Linked DNA regions of Triticum aestivum: region 2 is linked to region 1. Evidence: chromatin contacts called from public Hi-C data. All regions are on one chromosome and are shown on one strand. The core of a region is the stretch at or near the end of the contact, and the rest is flanking DNA. Distances in the headings are between cores, read along the strand shown.

Region 1 (5,384 bases), core at 2,428-4,927:
AAGAAAAGAAACGCGGGGAAACTGGAAGAAGCAAGCAAACGGACATGCATAATGGAAAACGGCAACGGCCAAGTCAAAAAGGCGGAGCTGCAGCTGCAGGGCCATGCACGTCCGCATCACACCCAACCCAGCTAGCAAATCATCGCTCTCGTCTCGTATGTACAGGAAGGAGCAGCATGTCAATTGGTCGCCTCCCTTGCACCAACGGAGCGCCACGCCTTCATCCAGCATCTGTCTACCTACATGCATACGGTCAGCCACGCCTGGTAAATCAAGTGATTGAAATGGGGGCAATGGACGGGTCAGAGCGACTGGCGTCGTGGGCGCGTACTGTGCATGTTTGCATGGAATCATACGTGTTTTTTTCTTTTCTCTTTTGGCAAAACGAATCATATCTCCGGACGGACACACGAGAAACAAAACGGAAGCGACAAGGTAATCCCGTTCGTTTGGAGTATCTAAACGTGCATTTTTTTGCATAATAAAGCAAGAAGAGAGTTGCCCAGCGCCTCACGTCACTTGGTTGATGTTTGGTCGTTGCAGGCAGGCAGCGGCTAAATCGTCGCGGTCGGCCTTTGGCCTCCGCCCGTCCGTCGGTGGACCGTCGACACCCCAACCACACATACGATTACGACCCAACCAAATGCTATTCCCAAGCAAACCATTAATGTTGTTTTCCCTGAACTGACTGCTGACTGACCGATGACACCTTAACAGAAAACGGCCTTCTTTTTCTCCGCCCAAAGCTTTCTTCCTTCCTTCCTTGCTTCCCGGCCCAAAACGAAACCACCGACTGACCGCTCGTAGCTATCCGATGCCAGCATTAGCACACTACTAATAGTATGATACTAGTACTAATTTTGCGGCCCGTGTTAGGTGGTCAGGTCAGGTTCGACGGAACGGAAGGGATCGGATGGATGAGGGTTGCCCGGGACCAGAAATGATGAACTGCCTCCGAAAACAACATCTAACCGGAACGGAAACATCTCGTGCCGGGCGGGCAAACCGCGCGCACCCATCAATCCATCCATCAATCAACGTACGTGTATATGTGCATGCACGCCCGCCTATAATAATTCCAGGAAGAGCCTTGCGACTGACTGACTGGTAACCAACCAACCAACCAGCTGCAGCAAACAAACCATCAGGCTGACGTCGCCAACGGAACAAACCGACACAGGAGATCGCGGTACAGATATACTAGTACTACTACTACTGGCCACTGTTTCGGGGTGCATACGAATATAGATGGTGGATGCGAACGGAATTGTATATGTATATAGACGCGACACCGGCAACGGCAGGCGTGGCTCTCCTCAGCTGAATTCATCCAATGCATACTGTAAGAAATAAATGTTTGTTGTGCCTCCGTGCTAGGGTTCAGATACTCCAATATGGAATTACATCAATTTCATCTGGTCGTTGAGTGCTTTTTTTTCTGTTGAGTTTGCTTGCTGCTGCTGCTGTTGATAATTCCAGAAGGAGGTGGAAGAGTGTGGTGGGCGTGGACACGGTTTGAAAACCAGAAACCAACAGCAACTTGACTAGTTTTAGCACAGCAGTCAGAGAGAGCTTACTTGTTCCTCCGTCTTTCTGGGACAATAATGCAAGTGCTCAGTCAGTCAGTCATGTGAGTTGTGTCGTCTGAATAACTTCACTTTGCGTTGCGTTGTTTTTTGTTAAGCTAGCTAGCTGCCGTTTCAAAGCCCCCTTTCCGCCATTCACATTCCCATCCCCACACGCCCTCCGGTCCGTCCATCAATCGCCCACATGTCCAAATAATATCAATCCTCCTCAGTAAATAAACTTGAAAGGAGGAGAGAGAGAGGAGGTGCGCAACAGGCAGGCAGTTAGCTGTCGCTCGCCCATTCTCCACTGCCGATCGATCCCTCCCACCATAATTCCGTTTCGCCCTTCTCCCTCTGCTCCCCAAACCAGGCACTCCAACCACAAAACAGCCAACGCAAAACAGAAATGTGCACCTACTACTAGCACCAAAAACGAAACGACTATGTAGAGTAGTTACTAGTAAAATTGAAGCAGCAGATGTGATCGATCCACGAACTCGGCCTCTCATTTCCCCCATCTCGTTTCATTTCTTCTTTTCCCTTTCTCTATACAAAAAAGAACTCTGGAGCGATCCAGCAAGCAACATGTTTGCTATGCTCTGCCCTGCCCTGCCTAGTTTATTTGCCACGCTAGCGACGAGGTTTTCTTCGTCTCGTCTCGTCTCTGAAGAACGGAAACATGAATCGATCGGACGATCTTCGAAGGAACTTTGAGGAAGGAAGGGAAGAAAAAAACTAATCGAGACATTTTACTAGGGAATTATTGTCGGGCAAGAAGATCTAAACGGGCCGCCGAGCTTCGCTTCATCTCCTCTTCATTTCACTTGCCGCCTCTGCCTTCCGTTTGTTTCTTGGCGTCCCTTGATTAATTCATTGGCTCTTTGAGTGGAGCAGACAGACTCATCTTCCTGCTTCTTGCTTGCTTGCTTGCTACTCGATCTTGGCCATGCTCATCATGCGCTTGGCGGCGTGGACGCCGTCGGCCGGCGATGACCGGGGGTCGAAGCCGGACATGTAGTTCCGGACCTCGATCCGGATCATCTCCTGCATCATCGACAGGAACTCCCCGTTGAAGGGCGCCGCCGCCCGTGCTTGTGGGACCGGCGGCGGCTGGAGCTGGAACGGCATGGGCGGCGGCATCTGAGGCGCTGCGGCGGGCTGTACAGGCACATGAGCAGGAGGTGGTGGCATGGACATGGGCTGCGCCTGCGCCACCGGGGCTGGCTCGGGCGCATCCAAGCCAGGCAGGGACAGGGAGAGCGAGAGCGACGTCGCCGGAGGAGGAGGGGGCGGCGGCGGAGACGGAGGGGACGGCTGCGGCAGCTGAGGCGTGGCCGTCGGGAGCACGACCACCCCGCCGGCCCGCGCCACCGGGCGGTACACGTGTGGCTGCTGCGAGGCGGCGGACGGCATGACGGAGGGGAGGCTCTGGTGGCTGGAGTCGCTGAGGTCAGACCCCGACGGGCTCCCGGGGCTGAAGCAGAGCCCCGGGTACCCGTCGCTGCTGGTCCGCTTCAGCGGCCGGCGGTCGTCGTCGTCGTTTGCCATGGCGTCGTCAGCCGGCGATGCTGATGCCGAGGCCGATGTCGAGGAGGAGGAGGAGTACTTGCGCTTGAGCGTGGAGTTCCAGTGGTTCTTGATGGCGTTGTCGGTGCGGCCGGAGAGGAGGCGGGCGATGGTGGCCCACTTGTTGCCGAACCTGGCGTGGGCGCGGAGGATGGTGTCGTCCTCGTCGGGGGTGAAGGGGCGGTGCTCCACCTGCGGCGAGAGCTGGTTGCACCAGCGGAGGCGGCAGGACTTGCCGGACCGCCCCGGGATGGACTTGCTGATGAGGGACCAGTTGCGCGCGCCGTGGCGCCCCACCAGCCGCTGCAGCGCGTCGTCCTCCTCGGGGCTCCACGGGCCCTTGATCCGGTCCACGTCCCTGCCGCCCCCGCCTCCTCCTGCTCTGCACGCCGCCATGGCCGCCGGTAGATCCTCGGTCGATCGATGTGTGGTAACCGCTACGAGTAGCGAGTGAGGTTACCGATCTGATAATCAACTCCCTTGGTGGTAGTGGGATGGGATGGGGTGTGGAGGAAGGAGACAGAGGGGAGGAGTGAGGGGGAGCGGAGGGGGCAGGGGTGGGATATATACCTGGGACGGGAGGCCGGGGTGACCGGGTGTCGCCGGTTGTAACGGGTTCCAGCCCAGCAAGGGAAGGGGCCGGGGCGGTTGATGGTATTGTGGCGTGGGTACAGCTGGCCCCGGGACACGCGGCGTCTCTCCAACTGAAACCCAAATGACTCTCCTGCTCCTCCGACTCCTACTCCTACGTGTGGTATGGACGGATGGATAGGGACGGGGAAGGAGGCAAGCAAATAATATCTCTCAGCTATCGCTTCCAACGGAAATGACCACTCTCGTGGGAAATACCTGACTATTCGGTTTTTAATGGGTGGAAAATGCATGCACGACGAACGTGAATATTGTTTCGCCCAGCTGATATTTGAATTTTTTTCCCATCTACTTACCTTTATAATGGTAAAACGTGTCTCATTCGTATCCTAAAGATCAAAATACAAGTTACGTAACGACCGACATGACAAAACTGAAAAGACAACATAACTTTTCTGAGCTTGACACCAACGCTGTCACCTGTCTCCAGCACCAGCACAGCAATCACCCGAGAAAAAAAATGACGGTTCACCTCCTCACCCGAACTCGACGTGCCTCCATCACCGATATGCAACTTTACGGACCTCCAAGGTGGCTCACCAAAGGTGAAGCCATTGCCGTTGAAAGAACCAAACCGGGGCAACTCCCCGGACACGCCAACTAACTCCAGATCTGGCACTCCACCATGACTAAGACGCCGAAGGAGGAAACCATACCTGCCATCCATCAACCACGAAACCCCGCACATGTTTTGTCTTACATATGTTGACAATGCATACCACAATCTGCATCTGCTCCAAGACTACCTCCCAAGCTTCGCGTCGACGTTGGAGCAGACGCCTTCGTAACGGCAGAGCCCTAGGACGCAAGTCTGTCACAAGATGTCGCCACCGCCACGACATCCCCGCTTGAACCGGCTGGTTCCCAAATCCATCACCGACCATAAAGACAAATCGCCTCGCCGAAGAAGAATCCGGAGCTTCTTTATTCAGCATCGTCGTTGCTGCCGCCGAAGCCAAGACGTCGAACGATCCAAAAACCTAAGCTACTAGGGCCCTAGAGCCTAAAGCTAAAACAATCGCATGCGCGTGATCCAGCGACCCTTTCACTACCGACGACCTACCAAGAGGTCATCGGCGGAGGGGAGCCGCCGGAAGGGTGGGCTCTCTTGGCGGCGGCGACTAGGGTTCCTGTGGCTGAAAGGCCCACATTAGCTCCATGAATTTACTTTTTTGTTTTTTGTTCTCCATGGAGACGCGTCGACAACGTAACCGTTTTGGTCCATGTGCATGTGTAGTACACGCGTGTGGCGCTCGTTCCACGCGAGAGTATGTGTTGTTTTCTTGTACCACCACTTAACTTGATTATGCATCTCTAGGCAGTGGTAATTCAGATACTACGCCAGATTTCCTACAGTAACGTGTGAGGCACAGGAGGAGCTCATTCCTATTTCGCTTTCTTTCTCTCTTTCTGGATTTGGAACGTGATGAGAAATAGAGGAAGGAAAAGGGAATCGGTATTGGATTGGTGCGATGGGATGCTGGTGAGTCGTCGTGGCCGTTGGGAGTTGAGGAGGCGCGGTCGCGGGATTGGGATTGGTGGCCCACTCCAGTCTCCAGTGCAGTGCGCACGGCACGAGAAGGGAGCCAACTGCTCCGA
Region 2 (5,262 bases), core at 2,103-4,602, 220 kb after region 1:
CATTGCATTCATCTTAATCTTGTGATCATCGACTACATCGGCAACAAACAACTCCAGTTTCATCTTCTCTTCTTCAATTCTTTTCAATTTTTCTTTCAAATACTCATTTTCTTTTTCAACTAAATTTAACTTTTCGACAAGAGGGTCAGTTGCAATTTCCGTTTCACATACCTCCTAGATAAAAATATCTATGTCAACTTGATGGGCATAATTGTCATAAACACGAAATGCAACAAATAGTTATAAAAGAGAGTATATACCACATCTGAATCATAAACCGGACGAGGGCCGGTGGGGACGGATATCAAAACCATGCCACTATGTATAACAAACAATGTACGGGTAAGAAAATTATACAAATAACTATCTAAATCACACAAACATGATTTCTTTTATAAAAAGGATAAGCACAAGAGGCTCACCAAGGTGGTGCCGGCGACGGGACGGTGCGGACGATTGACGGTGATTAAGACGGGAACGGAAAGGCACTAAGTAAATCACACCTACACATGCAAACTAAGAAGTTATTTTAAGCTCAGATTGCATATAAATCAAATAAACTGCCACATATAATTACTCCCAAACTAAAAACCACAAACCACTATACTTATAGAGCATTGCAAGAGCTAATCTAGCAATGAGAGATGAAAGAACAAAGTTGCTAACCTTTGTGAACACTTGGATGGACGGGGTGCCTTCAAATCTTTATAAATTTTGGCAAAAATGGAGGTGAGCTCGAGCAAGATGAAGAACAGAGAGGGAAGGAGTAGAAAGGGGGAAAACTGAGGGCTTTGGCTCGGGCTGGACGAAACACTATATATAATGATGTCTTTAGTCCCGGTTGGTTACACGAACCGGGACTAAATGTGCTCGTGGGCCCAAGCCTGACACATGCCTGCCACCACCCCTTTAGTCCCGGTTTGTGACGTGAATCGGGACTAGAGGCACGCCACGAACCGGGACTATTGATGCCCGCCCCCTAGTCGTTGGAACCGGGACTAATGGTCACATTAGTACCGAGCCGTTATCAAACCGGGACTAATGGGGCTCACTTAAAGTCGTCTTTTTATTAATGCATAATGATTCCACTGCGAGTGTTCACCGCGGGGAGAACCGCAAAGCCATCAAAGATGGGTCCCAACACACTGGATTGGACACAACGAAACGATCAAAAACTGCATTCCGTGGATTTTGCGGGCATGTTTCATTAGATATTGTCAATCATAATTTGCTCGTGTGAGACTTGCGGGATTTGAACAACCCCAACAAGGGTGTGATAGTTCGGGCGGTCAAAGATGATTCCAGCGCCCCGGTCGTTTGCTTGGAGGATTGTAACATTTGAAAGCATTTCTGAGACAAGTGTACATATCGGAAATGGAAATATCAGAAACAATATTGATTGCTAAAGTCGACGTCAACATCGTTTAACCGCCTTGATATATTGCATCAAACGAAAGAGACTTCCCATCCTGTCCCAACTCCCCCTTTTTTTCCCTTTGGTGTCGTGTAGGATGGAGGGCATACATCGAGTGTGCATGTGTAAATCGACAACGGTGGAGCGTAAAAACGAGGAAAGCTGCGTCCGGCCAGAAACATAGAACCGAAGGGAGCAACAAAGAGATGAATATAGATCGAGAAAAGGTTCATGATTAAGTTGATTAAAAAAAAAGGACGCCTACAGACCTACGGATTGCTTCCCTCGTGATGAAACTTGCTACTCCTACATGAATAAGCGCCTCCATTCAGGGGCGGATCTGGAGCTAATCTTACCCTGAAGCACCACTTAACTATGGCATAAATTTTTCAAGCGAGGATGCAATGAATAAAGAAATGTTTCAGATCTTGTAACACGAATTACAGAACATAATACAAGTCGGTTTATAAAAAACAAAATGTAAGAGGTAAACGGCTTAATAAAACAGTAAAACAAATGACAATTTACTTCAAAAGGATGTCTTGCATTCTCAGATTCCAAAACACCTCATCACACACCAAGACTCAATAACCTACAGTATAAAAACTAGTATTGAATTTTCAAGTAGAAGTGTGGAACATAATAAAATGCACAAATGAAAGTACGTTAATTTGCTTTTTTTATGAATTACCTTCAGTAAACTCTTTTCCTTCTAGCCATGAAATACTCAACCCACTTGATCATTGGTGACCTTTTTCATCTCTTCTTTCTCCACATAACAAATAACATCATCACTCAAGCTGTCATCATTGAGGCGACTGCGAAGTCAGTTTTGACCAATTTCATTGCTGAAAAGCACCTCTCAACTGTAGCTGTAGCAATAGGCAACACAATTACTAGTTTCAACAACCGATAAAACAAAGGATACATAATATGTCTCCTTGTTTGCACCATTTTTTTTGAAAGCTCGGTGATTGTTGCTATGTTGGAAAAGCTAGCATCTGTGCGCACATCAGCAATATAGAGACATAGATCCTTATCAAGATCCCTCAAATCCCCGGAATCAAAATCCTGAGGGTATAGTTTAGCCAAACTCATGAGATTATCGAAATTGAAATCACGAAATGAGTCTCTTGGACTCAAAGCGTAGTCGGCTAGTCGCGTCTCGCGTTGGAGGAGTTCGGCGTCCGGCGTCGTGCCGTTGATCGGCGGCCTTTTGGTTGCCGGCGCCCGGCTGGCCGCTGCTGCACGAACGCCAGCCGCCCAGCCGCCAGGAACAGATCACGGGAGATGAGAAGACTATAGGATTGGGATCTGGGGTCGCTGTTTTTTTTCTCGAGTAGAAAACTGAAAAGTCACGATCACGTACTAGAAGACCGAACGCCCAGCCGCAGCCGTACCTGAATCCGCGAGTTGGGCTGCGAGAGCGTACGCGCGTGCCTCGGAGCTGGTGCGGCCTGGTTCATTGGTTTCATGGGCCACCCTGATGCACACTCGATGGGCCACCCTGTTGCCTCGGGCCATATACCTTATAATTAGCACTAAATTTTCTTTTGGACCCTGTAGCCTGTGCTACAGGGTTGGCCCATTGGGCTCCGCCCCTGCCTCCATTGTACTAGTACATGTTGTAGTATTTTGTTTGCTGTTATACATTTCGGGAAACGATCATTGGGCCAGTAAAAAATTGCTGTTTCAAACTGGCAGCTACTGCTAGCAAACTCTGTAGGAGTATTTTTGTCCACCTCTGTCCCGTTTGGGTCCAAGGCGTTAACATCCCCACCGCCACCGACGTAACGTTTGTGGCGATCGTCCATGCAAGGCATCATCCTCTTTCCCTGCTTAATTTGGTCAAAATATGCTGCACAGCTGTGTGGTGATGATGGATGCGTTTGCGTCTCAACAGTTAACTGACTGCACGGGTGGGCCCCCCGTTAATTCATGATCGTGTCTGGTGTTCTCATTACTTCTGTCAACCGAGTGCTCCCTATTGACGTGTCACTTTCCCATCGTACTACGTACACTCGAGTTCACTTCTTAACCATGGAGTATATTGGTTTTACGCAGAAAAAATGTGCACTGCGGTATCACTGCACCAGACTGCGGTCCTGCGACCGTTGCTTTCGGATATCGTCTTGCACTCGTTGTGCACTAGTGCTTCGTCGAGATGGCGCCACGTGAAGGTTGCCAGCTATTACCCACTTGTCGGTACATCCCTCCGGTTCCAGTACTCGTAGGTCCCACGACCTCTGTATTTTATGTTTTACCCCTAAATTATTACTGTAGTGTTGAAAAATCTGACATCAACTCTTAAACACCTTAAATTGAATGTTTTATGGCAAACTGTATTATCGCGAGAACGACAATTTTCATTAGCAAGCATGATAAATCCTGTCAGAAAACCAAACATGAGGAGGATTTGTCATGCTTGTTAAAAGAAATTGTCAACCCTGCGACAACATAATTTGCCATCCCTCAAAAATCTGAAGTTTGATTTATATACTTCGCCATCCCTCCCTTTTGATGGAATTAACTTCTTTTTATACTTCGTCATCCCTCCCGTTCCGGTACCCGTACGTTCCATGACCTCTAAAAATGTATTAACTGGGGTAAAACTTGTCACAAACATGAAGGATTATGTTTTTATTTTCATTCGCAGAAAGAAATTGTTGTATGCATCGTCCAGATGCAGAGACCGGGGGTCACCCTCCTTTTCTAAAAAGAAAAAGCTTCGCAGAAAGAAATGTTCTATTTCACAGAAGTGAGAGGGCTTCAACCCAAACTAGTCCAAAAACGGTTGCAAAAGCTAGGCCGCTCGTCACCAGATACACTGACATTCTGATTTCTTTCCGTGACAAAATATTCAAATATTTGCCCCAATAGAAAGTTCTTGGAGCTCCCACTAGAGCAGCAACATTTTGCATGGTGAGTAGGAAGCAATAATGCACCATGTTTAGTGCTGCTAGTTGTTTAACTGATCTCCGGCTGCATGAATCCTCAGTGGCAACAACTTGGTAGGTGCAAAACTTCACAGACTTCATACGGCCGCTTTAAGGTACGGTTATTGGGTGCTCGCGGGGGGTGCAAAAGTTGCTTCAAAAGTTGTACAAGTAGGAGTATATATGTGCTTGATTTCATTAGACTAAACAATTTCACAAACGGAGACAATAATTGGAGATTGTTGGGTGGAGGGGAGCAGCACCCCTCTGTTGATGGCATCTAGGCAGCAGCAACACTGGCCTTCGATCTGCAGTATTATTCCGGCCGCCTCTCCTTTTTGTTTTGCTCCACTGACTGGCTATGCACATATCGCCATTTCCACTGGCTCTTTGACATTTGTTTTACTCCATTTCAATTGTTCTTGAAGAATGCTAGCACAACACTGAGCTTGCTTTTGGTTCCAACTTTAGTTAACACTCGTATTAACATAAGCATGTGTTGCGATTTTGTGGTCATGGTGGGCATCGTTTAACGGACAAATGCATATGCTTAAATTTGTGGCGGATGCGTCATGTTTTACTTTTGAAAGTTATAAACGGTAGGTAAGGAAGGAATATGCTTCATCATAGTGCCATGGCAAAGCAGCAGCATCGGTTAATTAGTTGGTTCCTCTGGGGGCCGCAGAATTCCACTACACGGAGATCTGGTGAGGTGCTCTGCTTGCTTCTGGTTAAGCAAAAGGACACTCTGACTAGGATGCGCTTGGCGCTGTGTGTTGAATTACGGTAGTATCCTTTTTATGTAAATCAAATCCCTTCCATGTGTCTTATGGCCTTGTCATCTGCTTTCGGTGAAGTGGGTTAACTCTGCATTTTTAAGGTGAAGCTTGAACATAATCTGTTTTGCAAAAA

What was found. A called contact is a pair of places that touch in the nucleus more often than the background predicts.
Region 2: a Hi-C map of leaf shows a contact between it and region 1, with 3 times the contacts expected there. The contact joins the enhancer-like site here to the promoter of LOC100873101 in region 1. A contact is called at or near these places in 3 of 5 Hi-C or Micro-C datasets (leaf and root) and 1 of 1 datasets of contacts at active chromatin or transcription factors (leaf).

What each region holds. Positions count from the first base shown.
Region 1 is chr5D:258,781,402-258,786,785 of IWGSC CS RefSeq v2.1, forward strand. It overlaps LOC100873101 (transcription factor MYB44), which reads right to left and starts at 3,678. Exons shown (of 1, transcript XM_044540625.1): 1 at 2,050-3,678. The coding sequence starts at 3,530. The coding sequence ends at 2,499.
Region 2 is chr5D:258,996,974-259,002,235 of IWGSC CS RefSeq v2.1, forward strand. No RefSeq gene overlaps it. Among protein-coding and RNA genes, the nearest start is that of LOC100873101, 210 kb to the left of the region's middle. Within about 2 kb of position 3,353, at least 6 of the 8 cell types and tissues checked have an H3K27ac peak or open chromatin away from gene starts, as enhancers often do. A contact at or near this core is called in leaf, where this site is marked.